Regions from separate parts of the Mus musculus genome. Here all the other regions are linked to region 1. A link is a contact called in public HiChIP or PLAC-seq and promoter capture Hi-C data. All regions are on one chromosome and are shown on one strand. Each heading gives the region's core, a stretch centred on a gene start, on an enhancer-like site or on the middle of the called end of the contact. The rest is flanking DNA. Distances are from core to core; before and after follow the strand shown.

Region 1 (3,056 bases), core at 259-2,758:
AAGGAGGCCGAGAATTCTAGTGGCCTACAGGCAAAGTGTGCCCTGGGGCAGCCTGCATTCTAGAAGAGAGGAGCCAGTAGTCTTGTGAAAGAGGTGAAATAAAGGCTTTTCAGGCTCTCGGGATCCCTTGGAGACTGAGATATTACGCTGGCACAGTTATTAAAGCTGAGTTCTTCAAACTGTTTACTCAAAAAGGCCACCTAAGGACATCAGTCCACCTGCTCCAGTGAACACTTGTTTTAAAGATCATAGTTTGAGAAAGGATGGTAATTGCTGTCTGGATTTCCAACAAAGAGTAACATTGTTTTACAAATGCTACTTTTATGATTTTTTTTTGCTTTTATTGTTTGCAGCCTTTTAAAATACTAATGAAGCTTTAAGACATTTAACAAAAACTATAGTTTAATGTCATTAAAATAAAGAGGACAATTCACAGTAAGAAAAAGTGATTGTTATCTAGGTCTAAAACTTAGGAAGCCCTGGCCCTGGACAAAGTGTGCTTGGATGGGTTTGCTTGAGAAACTGGTCATCCTTTATAGCACAATGTCTAATTTCCTGTGTTTGTACCAAGGGCATTTTTTTTTCTTTTTCCTTTTATACAGCATCACATTGTGACATGTTTAATATTGATGAGTTTGACCTCCTGGGAGTTATAATTCATGCACCCCTTTTAAATACAAATGTTGTCTAATTTATATGGTAAACACATAGAATTTTGGAGATTAGCATGTTAATCAGCTTTAATCTCAGTATTTTCAGCATCCCCTACCTCTCTTTTCTCTGTCCAGAAAGGTCTCACAAAACCACTTTGGAAATGGCAGTTAACGTCCTGTTCTTGAAGAGGCTTGTGTATCAGGCAGAGAGTCTGGGGAAGGAACCTTTCCCTAAGTAGCATGTTCACAAACCTTAAGAGTGTGCAAAGCCATGGTCAAGTATTTAAGGGACAGGACAGACAGGACAGTCCACCCATTCAACAAGTATTTGAACTGGAGCCATACAGAAGTTCTCTCTCTCTCTCTCTCTCTCTCTCTCTCTCTCTCTCTCTCTCTCTCTCTCTCTCTCTCTCTCTCTCTCTCTGTGTGTGTGTGTGTGTGTGTTCCTGATGTTATGGTACTTCTGACCTGGAATTAGGCTTCGATTTTTCTCCTGTGTTTTTCTCTTTGCAGGTCTGCGAGCTTTGAAGTTTCATCAAACTGTTCCAACATTCCAGTTCTTGAAAAGAGGGCAACATGTTTTATTTTCAAGGTGGAGATGAAGGTCCCAGAGATAACCTGTCAGAAAGATTCTAAATTCGATCTAGTCTGGGATACATAAAGACAGCTCCTGCTGTCCCCACCCCCAATTATGAAGTACTAGAGATAGACGGGTTTTCCTACTTGGTTGCAGGAGGAGCCAAAGGGGGCACTGAAGGGGCGGCGGCGGTGGGCGGGGAGCCAGGCCAAGGCTGAGTCCTGTGCAGCCATTGGTGGGGAGTGCGCGCTGAACTGAGCATGTTCGCGCCCGCCAGCCAGGGCCGCAGCCACAGCCGCAGGGACGGCAGCCGGGAGAGCCACCGCGCATTATGCAAAGCGGCAGCAGATGTGAGCGGGGCCAGCTGGGCGCTCCTCGGCCTCCGCTCCCAACGGCCGGCCCAGCTGCCTGAATTGTCCCGGACACTCCCCTGGCCCTCTCCAGGGCCGAGATGGCCTGAGGACCCCAAGGCGCGGCGGCGCAGCAGTGGGGTTGAAACATGGGGAACCAGGATGGGAAGCTGAAGAGAAGCGCAGGTGATGCCTCCCACGAAGGCGGCGGAGCCGAGGATGCCGCGGGGCCCAGGGATGCGGAAATCACAAAGAAGGCGAGCGGGAGCAAAAAGGCGCTTGGCAAGCACGGCAAGGGGGGAGGGGGCAGCGGGGAGACCAGCAAGAAGAAGAGCAAGTCCGATTCTAGAGCCTCGGTGTTTTCCAACCTGCGGATCAGAAAGAACCTGACCAAGGGGAAAGGTGCCTGCGACTCGCGAGAGGATGTGCTGGACTCACAGGCCCTGCCGATTGGGGAGCTGGACAGCGCTCACTCTATAGTCACCAAGACCCCGGACCTCAGCCTCTCCGCTGAGGAGACAGGCCTATCGGATACCGAGTGTGCTGACCCTTTCGAGGTGATCCATCCCGGTGCTTCTAGGCCTGCTGAGGCTGGGGTAGGGATCCAGGCGACCGCGGAGGATTTGGAAACTGCGGCTGGAGCGCAAGATGGACAAAGGACCAGTTCTGGTTCAGACACGGACATCTACAGCTTCCACTCCGCTACGGAGCAGGAGGATTTGCTCTCAGACATCCAGCAGGCAATTCGTCTGCAACAGCAGCAGCAGCAGAAGCTGCTGCTCCAGGACTCCGAGGAGCCTGCAGCGCCCCCCACTGCCATCTCCCCTCAGCCTGGGGCCTTTCTGGGCCTGGACCAGTTCTTGCTGGGACCTAGAAGCGAGGCTGAAAAGGACACAGTACAGGCACTACCGGTGAGACCTGACTTGCCTGAGACCACCAAGTCTCTGGTGCCTGAGCATCCTCCGTCCTCCGGAAGCCACTTGACCTCCGAGACACCAGGTTATGCGACCGCCCCCTCCGCAGTCACAGACTCTCTCTCATCACCAGCCTTCACCTTTCCGGAGGCTGGGCCAGGGGAGGGAGCCGCCGGAGTTCCCGTGGCTGGAACTGGGGACACAGATGAGGAGTGCGAGGAGGATGCTTTTGAGGATGCCCCCCGCGGCTCTCCAGGGGAGGAATGGGTCCCAGAGGTGGAAGAAGCCTCACAGAGGCTGGAGAAAGAGCCGGAGGAGGGCATGCGAGAATCCATTACCTCCGCAGTCGTTTCTTTGCCTGGAAGCCCTGCGCCCAGCCCACGCTGCTTCAAACCTTACCCACTCATCACCCCCTGCTACATCAAGACCACCACTCGGCAGCTCAGCTCTCCTAATCACTCCCCGTCCCAGTCCCCCAACCAGAGTCCTAGGATCAAAAAGCGGCCGGACCCTTCCGTGAGCCGGAGCTCCAGAACCGCCTTGGCCTCTGCTGCAGCCCCGG
Region 2 (3,056 bases), core at 371-2,870, 500 kb after region 1:
ACCCCAGTGGTGAGGTGGCCCCCGGGGTGTGGTGGTGTAAGAAATAGATCATGAAGTCTGCTGCCTAGTTATTCAGTGAAGTCAGTGAGCTGCAAAAAGATAAAAAAGAAAGGTAAATATCATGAGACCCTCCAAGTAGCCTGTAGCTTGACAGTCTTCCTGAAGTAGATACACCATTGAGCTGAATAAAGCAGGCAAGGGCCTTTCCTGGGGAGTTATTTCTCAATAGTTGGACTTCAGGACAATGGACTGAGATAAAATTCAAAGTTCGCAAGTTGGATTTTTTTCAAAGTGTTTTTAAAGTATTTTGAAAGGCTTCTAAGAAACATCTCTTAGAGATTTGAATTTTTCTCTCATTTTGCTAATAGATTCACATTTTCACTATTTCATAATTTTTTTATTAGGATAAATAGGAATCACTTACCTAATCAGTTACTATCTGTTGCTAAGAAACCAGAGATTTAGCCAAATGGTTCATCCCAGAAATGATGCAGGGGAGGAAAATGTTCTTATCCAACTTCTACTAAAATGTGGATATCCACATTTTGCTTCACTTTGCAAAGGTATTTGGGAGTGGTTTCTTTTTTCTTTCAGGACTCTGTTTTAACATTCTGTACTCTATTTCAACACTTTGTATGAACCAGTTTTAGAAAGTCCATCGGCTGAGTTTTGTACTGTGATTGCACTGTTTGTGCGATGCGATCACCTGAGACAGTCAGGGTCAATTGAATAGGAAAGCCTGAACTTCCAGTTAGTGAGCCAGGCAGGAAGGTGTGGTAGCTCCAAATGCATCCACGTACTGAAGGTATTTTTAAATATTTTGAATTCAAAGACTTGGTGCTAAAACCTGTAATCCTAGTTTCCTGCAGGGTCTGTCTTTTGTAGAAATTTTAAGTTTGGAGAACCTCACTGAAACAGGATGCCAGGCTGAGGTACGCCTTGATAGTTATGAAAAATAAACTGGACTGTCTAAATCGAGAAAAAAACCAAAACCTTACCTTTCAGATTTTAGCACAGAGGAGAAAAGATTCAAGTTATTCAATGACCCAAAAGATAGGAGAAACCAACCCATGCCACAGGCACTGTTCTTACTGTCACTTGAACTACAGAGCTAATCAGATCCCCCAAATCCCAACATCACCAACAGTGCTCATGGCTTACCAACTTCAACACAGATAAATGGCCCCATTAACGTCAGGGCAGTTGTGTTTGTCCAGGGAATAGACGTCTGTATTTTAAATTGCATTATCCAGATTATCCAAGGGATAAGAAATGTTTACTTTCACAGATTCCAGGCTTCTGAGCTGAGTTAAACAGGACAAGTTTAAAGGCAGGGGCTCAGAGAAGTACAGGGCATGTTGACAGCTCTGCTGTGGTCTGCAGAGGCTGAGTTAGGAGAATCCAAGCTTATCTCTGCGCTCCTGGGCTGAAAGCTGGGGGCTCTCAGGCCTTCCTGCTACCTGTGTCCTCTGCGTGGCTGCTGGTGTAAGATGGACAGGTAGAGGGAGTAGAAATGGCCTATGAAGAATTTGGCTTTGGATGAGTGTTCTCAGAATGTATATCCAAGGAATGCTCAATAGCCCCTGAAGGCTGAGAAGTGAACAAGGCAGCAGGGCAGGCAGCAAGTGTGGCCTTCTTCCACTACTGTTCAGACTCAGGTAGGGCTCAGCCTTCAGGAACAAACCTGTGTTCTTGTCCAGCCTCTAATTGCTGATTTTATGTGCTAGTTAGAGATTAAATGCTTCTTTCTTTCTAGTTGGAGGAAAGGCAGAGACAGAAGAAGAAAAAGAGAACACAGAAATCTGACAAGTTACCTCCCCTTTCAACCTTCCTTCAGCCGGGCTGAACAGGACTTGGACATGATAAGCTCAGAGCATGTGGCAGCTGCTTGCTGCCATCTGCTGTATTCTTTGTTGCTAGCAAGCAGAGGACCCTGGCTCCCCAAAGAGAAAGCAGAGGGGGAAATGGAGGTGTCAGAGAGGCTGTGTTAGGTGCCACAGTTTTCTGGCACATAGGAAATCTCCAGATATTGCATTTGTAGATTTCGACCACCTAGTCACCATTGTGAACGGACCGATGTCATGGTTGTGGGACATAATAATATATTTTTTCCTCCTCACTGTGATTGTCTTTCATCTCATTTGAGAGAGAGAGACAGAGAGAGAGAGAGAGAGAGAGAGAGAGAGAGAGAGAGAGAGAGATACATGGAGACTATTAGTTTTAAACAACTTAAGTTGCTTGAATGTCTAACACAAATGCTCTGTCATATAGTATAAACCATAACTGTTGATTGAGATTCTGGAAGGACAAGAAAGGATATATATCTAAAGATAACGAAGACATCCTGAAAACAGGATCACTATATTCTCCCTCCCTTCTAATGACCCAATTCCTCCATTTTCAGTCTTTCTCTGACTTCTTCAGTGTACATATTCCTGTTGGATGGATTCACTTTAAAAAGTCCATTATAATGTGGTACTTCTAGTACCAACCTTCAAACAAAATGAGTGAGGTTCACTTGGGGCTCATCTAGTTCTTGGTTTAGCAGTTGGCATGTCCCAGATCCAGGTATTAAAACATGATCTGCTTCTGGCCTTTGAAGAATGTAGCTCAGCCCTGATCTTTTATGGCCCATTGCTTCTTTGTCCTCTGCCTGCTGACTTTTGAAGTTCGAAGGAAAGACTTGACTTTACTTCCCCTGGTTATTGGCCATAGAAATGGATCAAGGCTGAACATGAATTCACCTCATTGACAACACAGGTCATGTTTTATCTTCCATTCACTTGCCCTTGCTAATAGTGCTAGCTTTACTAGTGGCTTACACAGTAAGTCTTTCATTTTGCCCTCCTGCCTGGTGGGTTTCTCTAGAGACTACAGGATAGGTTGAAGAGTGAAACTATGTTCAGTGACATTTGAAATAGAGATTTATAGAATTTTACCTGTTGGGTACAAATCTTCTGGCCACATATTCAGGATCTAGTAATAAATTCATTAAAGACATATTGTCTTTTGCTGTTGATCTAGTGATGGCAGCATTCTGCTCCTCAGCCTACATG
Region 3 (3,056 bases), core at 349-2,848, 420 kb after region 1:
CTCCACGGTGATATGCAAAGTGAATAGCTTTCTTATAACTTCCTTATCTTGCTTGGGCAGGCACAAGATTTGGGATAAGGGCAGTGCTGGAACTCAGGAACCGGAGGGGGGATGAGCCAGCTCTGAACTGTCAATGAATGGGTCTCCATCAGCAAATACCAGGAGCTGACTGAGTAGAGCGTTCCTCAGATTCTGCATCTGATGGCCCACGTGACATCCTGAAGAGACCCCTACTCTGTATCCCCATTCCAGGAAAAGCACTTCGTACAGAGGCTAAGGCTGTGAATATCAGCCCTGAGGACTGTCCAGGACCAGTCCTTTATCACAATTACTCACTCAGTCCCGTTGGCTTTTCCAGGAAGATGGAACTGATTAAGCAATGTTAATTGAATCATAAGTAATCAACATGGGGGAAAAATTACATAACCAGCTTCAAAATTGTGAATCAAACATGGCAAATTCCCAGGAAAATAGCTATTTTATCGCCCCCCCCTTACCTTTCACCTCAAAAATAAACACAGAGAAATCTATACCTTGGACGATTAAACAAAACTACGAACTACACATTTCATTGCCTGGAAATGTTTATATTTTGTACAAAGTTTTTCAGTTCATAGTTTTAATTATGTAGCCCAGGCTGGCCTGGAACTCACAATCCTCCTGCCTCAGCCTCTTGAGTACTGGGATCAATTCGTATGCTTTTAACCTAATTTGAGAGAGTTTAGAACTCATCCTGTCAGGGGTGCTGAAAGACAAATGTATCATTAATTGATCAGTGAAGGTAAGACTATGACAACTGCATTTTTTGTTTTTTGTTTTTTACTTGCTGTCTCCCTTCTTTCCTTCTCTCCTTCAGACACAGCCTAAATACATAGTGATATTTCAGCCATGAGGCTGTATCCACTTTGGTACATGCTTAGGAAATCAAGACCATGCCCAAATCCTCTGTGGCTTCCTGATCCTACAGGGAACACATTAACATATTAGGTAGGCTGACTATATTCAAAACCTGCTTTCTAAACAATTACATGTTGGGTCATCATTAGAATGCGGGTCACCAAGGGGAACCCTCACTACAATGTGCAGATACTGGTGTTATTTATTTAATTAGTTAATTTAAAGATCGCTGTGAAGTTTAAAGGTCTGGGCTTTCCACCTACGCAGAATCCAATAGGTGAATCCACCTGGTGGCCCCAGCCACATGAAAGCAGTGTAACTCAGGGGGCATTCACTCGGCACTTCTCTGCGAACCAGCCAGCCCCGCGGACAGACGTGAATCTACCCTAGGTGCCTTAGAAAGGCAGAAGATAGAAACCTGTGCGCAGTCAGATAGGTTGTGACAAGCCGCATACCTGCAATGACGAGATGGAAGCCTCCTCCTCGGTTCCCTTGTGTGTCTCCCTGTCCCTCTCCTCTCTGTGAATGACAGGATCCACAGCGGGCTGTGCGCCGTATCGTCGGGGGCAGCCGCAGCCTGGTTCTGCAGGAGGCCTGGGAAGCAGCGAGGGTGTGCGGAGCGAGCGGAGCCCAGTGGAGCGCACAGAGGGCGGAGCGCGTCCCAGCCGCGCCTGCAGATGTGGAAGGAGCTGGAGACAGCACTGAGTCCTCTAGGCGCTGCATGGGGATATTATCACAGGCTGGAGTTTCTATTGGCTCAGAACACCAAACAAATCACACCAGTCACCCCTCCTTCTCGGGCTTCACTCAGCCCTCGCTTCTCATCTAACCCACAAATACTTCACACACACACACACACCCCAGTCGCTCTCTGTATTTCTCCCTTCCTCTTTGCAGACTGTGGATTTACAACCTTGTGGGCAGCTCTTAACATTTTGTTTAGCAGACTTCCAATCCAAACCTTGTCATGTAGAGAAATCCACCAGCCTCTTTACCCGCAAACCCCATTCACGCCTTCAGATCATTCTCTTTAGGGTGGACTCAAAATGTCAAGAGTATAGAAACACACACACACACACACACACACACACACACACACACACACACACACACACACACACACACACACACACGTACAAGCACACATGTGTGTGCACATGCACATAAAGCTAGGTTCCTTTTGTTTTTAATGACTGAGGCGGGTGAAATTGAAGGCAAGCTGATCCCATGGCCAAAAATGAGTTTAATTAATGATTAAAGTCTTGAATGAATTCAGCGCAAAGTATCCAACGTTTAGATTTATTTTCTTTTCCACATATCCTTATATTTTCCCGATATTTTGAACACAGAGATTTCCAATACGAATCAGGTTATTCAGCATCCAGAGAATATAGACCAATGTTCGCACACTTGGTCTGGACAGGATAGATCACTTCACTGTGATGTTCGCTGGATGCTGGCTTTTTCTCTGGGGGATTTTTGGTTTCCATTGGCCTCTTCAGCACTGAACCTCCATGAGTCTCAACTGACAAAGGCACCTGAGTGTAAACTCATCATCTGTATACATGCACAGAGGTAAACCTTTGATCCCATCAATGAAGAAATGGCCTAAGAAAATCCTGAGACCTTAGTTACTGAGCTGGGAAATTTCAAAGAAAATAAGATTTCACCTTATTTTTTTAAAAAACAGCCTACTATGGTCTTTCCTCAGTATATTTTATTGGTTTTCTTGGCAAAAGCTGTTGCTTCTGAAACCACAGAACTCCATTTTGATTTTTGCCTTGATGGTTTCTTTCCCAGAATTATCCTATTTTGCATGCCTTATTAAAACCCGACACTCTGGCTTCAGCCAACTCACAGCGCACCTAAGTTCAAAATCATAGAGAATAATATATATATATATATTTTACAATTTGCTGCTAACAAACATCTTGCCTGCTTTCTTTTCATATTTAAATCCATTCCAACAATGTGGAACTACAAAGCAGTTACTCAGAAGGGGCCAACCCAGAGTCAGCCGAGACATCCCAGATTCCTCAGGGGAAAGGACAGAGTAATAAGCAGCTGCTGAAGATAACACCAAGCAGAGCTGGAAGATGGGGTGAAGGCCTCTCTTCCGTCTTCTGGGACTTATCTTCCCATGCTAACTATGAGAATCA
Region 4 (3,056 bases), core at 393-2,892, 340 kb before region 1:
TCACAGACACACCAGTCTATGCAGAGTAGCATCAACCCTAATGGCCTTATTTTAACTCAAGTCCATTTGAGATGCTGTGTGTGAAATGCAGCTACACTCTGAGGTCCTGAGGTTTAGATACTTGGTGTGATTTTTTTCAGGGGGATGGTCTTGGGACACAATCGGTGGTGCTTAAACACTGGGTAACTATAAAACTCCTCGGGCTGAGAGGAGAGTCAATGTGGGACCAAGATAGAGAGTCAGACCAGAGATTAATTGTTGTTAATATAAAAGAACAAAGGCCAAAGGGAACTGGGTACTGGGAATCTTGAAGAAATGAAACATTGAATTAAAATGACTCTTCTGAATGGAAAGGGATAGAGATGAGAAAATAAAAGGAGAGCAGAATTTTGAGTTATTTATATACTTGGGGGATAAAAAAAATTAAAATACCTGGCCTATGGAGATGAGTGGAAACTAATATAAGAAGCCGAAAATAGGTAATTTATTTAAAGTGATTGGGAAAATAGAGAGAATGATTATCCATGGCACTAGAAAAATCTTTATGTGAAGAAATAGTCTTAAGTAGAAATGCAGTGTCCTCCAAATGAACATATTTGATACTGACAGAAAAATAAACCATAGAGGTGAAATAAATTATTGTGAGAAGAGAGTCAGTTACTAGGACAATGCTTTGTACTAGGGTGTGTTCTAACAAAGTCAATCTACAGCTCTCCCTTCCCACTGAGCTGCCCCACAAAATTATCAAGGCAGCCCTATACTGACAGCTTAGCATATTCAATTCTCACAAACTGTCATTTTTATCAAAGACTTCCAACTTAAAGCACCCTCAAGTCTCTCTTACATAAGACGAAAATGAGATAAGAGTAAAAAGAGTGGTACGTCCTTTAAATAACGAACAACACAAAGACACCAGTGTAGTTCATCTTATGAACCATATTAAGCATAATACATATAAAGAGGTGAGATAATTAGAAGAAAGGGAAGAAAGATGGGTAGAAATCCCCAGTGATGGCTTATTATTGTCCCTTAGATACCTGTTTGTTTTCTAACAAGAGACAAAAAGATTAAGATGGGTGGGGAAGAAGGAAGGAACTGAGAGAATTAAGGAGAGGAAAAACCATAATCAGAATATACTATATGAAAATAATCTACTTTTGATGAAAGGGAAAAAAACATTCCAGATCACGTGTTAAGAGTCAGATGCACTGATCTGAAAGCAAGAATTCTATTTGGGAATCCATAAGATTTGAATTCAGAATGAGCATCATTTTTTTTTAATTCCCATTTCTTCAGGTTTTCCTCCAGATGTCTAAGCATGATGGTTTTAAAATATGATTTTCTGATCATCAGGATTTCTGATCATTTGCCTGCAAATTTTCAGGTTCTACCTCGGACCTCCTGAATAAAACTTTTAGTAACAGCACCAAGAGTCAGCTTTGACAACCCATTAATTCTGATTTGTGCTAGTATTTGAAAATGTCTAAACACAAGTTGTATAACTTATTTGATTGTACACCATTGTGGAGTACATATGATGTCATTATTTATTTCTCTTCCTCTACATCCACAGTGCAAGTGTCTTCTCAAAGCCTGGCTTTTGGTCAGTGTGTTTTACCACAGAACTATAGTGGACACTTCCTGAAAAGCTTGAGTGCTCTGGGAGTTGTTGACACTTTCATTTCTCACTTGGAGATGGGGTTCTCCAATTGGACCACTGCTCAGGAGTTCATTTTTTCTGCTTTCCCTTGCTCCTGGGGAGATTCTGTCATCTGCTTCATCCCACTGCTCTTCATCTATGCTTTCATTATCGTTGGGAACCTGGTTATCATCACAGTGGTCCAGCTCAACGCACACCTCCACACACCCATGTACTTCTTCATCAGTGCCCTTTCCTTCCTGGAGATATGGTACACCACTGCCACCATCCCAAAGATGCTCTCTAGCCTGCTTAGTGAACGAAGGAGTATTACGTTGAATGGTTGCGTCCTGCAGATGTATTTCTTCCATTCCACAGGCATCAGTGAGGTTTGTCTCTTGACAGCTATGGCCTTTGATCGATACCTGGCTATCTGCAGCCCTCTTCATTATCCTACCATCATGACTTCCAGACTGTGTGCCCAGCTGACCCTCGGTTGCTGTGTCTGTGGCTTTCTCACACCCCTCCCTGAGATTGCCTGGATCTCCACACTTCCTTTTTGTGGCTCTAATCACCTTGAGCATATCTTCTGTGACTTCCTCCCGGTGCTGCGCCTGGCCTGCACAGATACCCACACCATCGTCATGATTCAGGTGGTAGATATTGTCCATGCTGTGGAGATAATTACGGCAGTGATGCTCATTTTCATGTCCTATGTTGGTATTGTGGCTGTGATTCTGCGCATCCGTTCAGCTGAAGGCCGCCGTAAAGCATTTTCCACGTGCGTCTCGCACCTTACTGTCTTTTTGCTCTTCTTTGGTAGTGTGGCTCTCATGTATCTTCGCTTCTCTGCTACCTACTCCTTGTTCTGGGACACTGCCATTGCTCTGGCCTTTGCAGTTCTATTCCCCTTCTTCAATCCCATCATCTACAGCCTTAGGAACAAAGAAATAAAAGAAGCCATAAAAAAGCACATAGGTCAAGCTGGCATCTTAATTGGCAAGAGCAGAAACCTCCCTTAACATCTCTTCTTCAGAGGGACATGTTGGTTCTCTTTCATTCTCACTTCTCAGAAAAGTTTTATCAGCCTTTTACTGAACCTTGATTCCTAAATATCCCTAATACACAAAATTTATAAACAATTAACTTAGATTATTGTGTATATGTATGGAGAATGCATGTGTTCATGTGTGATAAGTTCAGAAATAAACATTAGATGTATTCTTCTCCACCTTAATTTTTGACACAAGGTCTTTCACTGAATCAGGAGCTTACCCATTAGCTGAATTGACTAGCTGCAAGCCTAAGAATTCATTTGTTTCCACATCGCAGGTGCTGGACCAGCTCTCGTTTAATGGCAAACATTTTAGCTAACTAACCCATCTCCCCAGTCCCTAAACTTAATAGCTTCTTTTTA

The links. Promoter capture Hi-C pulls out the DNA fragments that hold promoters and counts their contacts. HiChIP or PLAC-seq counts read pairs in DNA pulled down with a chosen protein or histone mark.
Region 2: a contact with region 1 is called in an H3K4me3 HiChIP or PLAC-seq map of neural tube, with 5 times the contacts expected there. The contact joins the enhancer-like site here to the promoter of Fmn2 in region 1. A contact is called at or near these places in 6 of 39 promoter capture datasets (the 3T3-L1 cell line, hippocampal neurons, liver and 1 more), 1 of 15 datasets of contacts at CTCF or cohesin (the NIH/3T3 cell line) and 4 of 115 datasets of contacts at active chromatin or transcription factors (SST interneurons, embryonic stem cells, forebrain and 1 more).
Region 3: a contact with region 1 is called in an H3K4me3 HiChIP or PLAC-seq map of forebrain, with 4 times the contacts expected there. The contact joins the promoter of Grem2 here to the promoter of Fmn2 in region 1. A contact is called at or near these places in 4 of 39 promoter capture datasets (the 3T3-L1 cell line, hippocampal neurons and liver) and 2 of 115 datasets of contacts at active chromatin or transcription factors (embryonic stem cells and forebrain).
Region 4: a promoter capture Hi-C map of the HPC-7 cell line shows a contact between it and region 1. The contact joins the promoter of Olfr420 here to the promoter of Fmn2 in region 1. A contact is called at or near these places in 3 of 39 promoter capture datasets (the C10 cell line, the HPC-7 cell line and pre-B cells), 1 of 115 datasets of contacts at active chromatin or transcription factors (embryonic stem cells) and 1 of 9 other capture datasets (adipose tissue).

The regions. Positions count from the first base shown.
Region 1 is chr1:174,500,317-174,503,372 of GRCm38.p6, forward strand. Fmn2 (formin 2) reads left to right here and starts at 1,509. Exons shown (of 18, transcript NM_019445.2): 1 at 1,509-3,056. The coding sequence starts at 1,730.
Region 2 is chr1:174,998,116-175,001,171 of GRCm38.p6, forward strand. No RefSeq gene overlaps it. Among named protein-coding and RNA genes, the nearest start is that of Grem2, 78 kb to the left of the region's middle. Within about 2 kb of position 1,621, at least 8 of the 459 cell types and tissues checked have an H3K27ac peak or open chromatin away from gene starts, as enhancers often do. A contact at or near this core is called in liver and neural tube, where this site is marked.
Region 3 is chr1:174,920,221-174,923,276 of GRCm38.p6, forward strand. It overlaps Grem2 (gremlin 2, DAN family BMP antagonist), which reads right to left and starts at 1,599. Exons shown (of 2, transcript NM_011825.1): 1 at 1,353-1,599.
Region 4 is chr1:174,157,080-174,160,135 of GRCm38.p6, forward strand. Olfr420 (olfactory receptor 420) reads left to right here and starts at 1,643. Exons shown (of 1, transcript NM_146305.2): 1 at 1,643-2,688. The coding sequence starts at 1,696. The coding sequence ends at 2,661.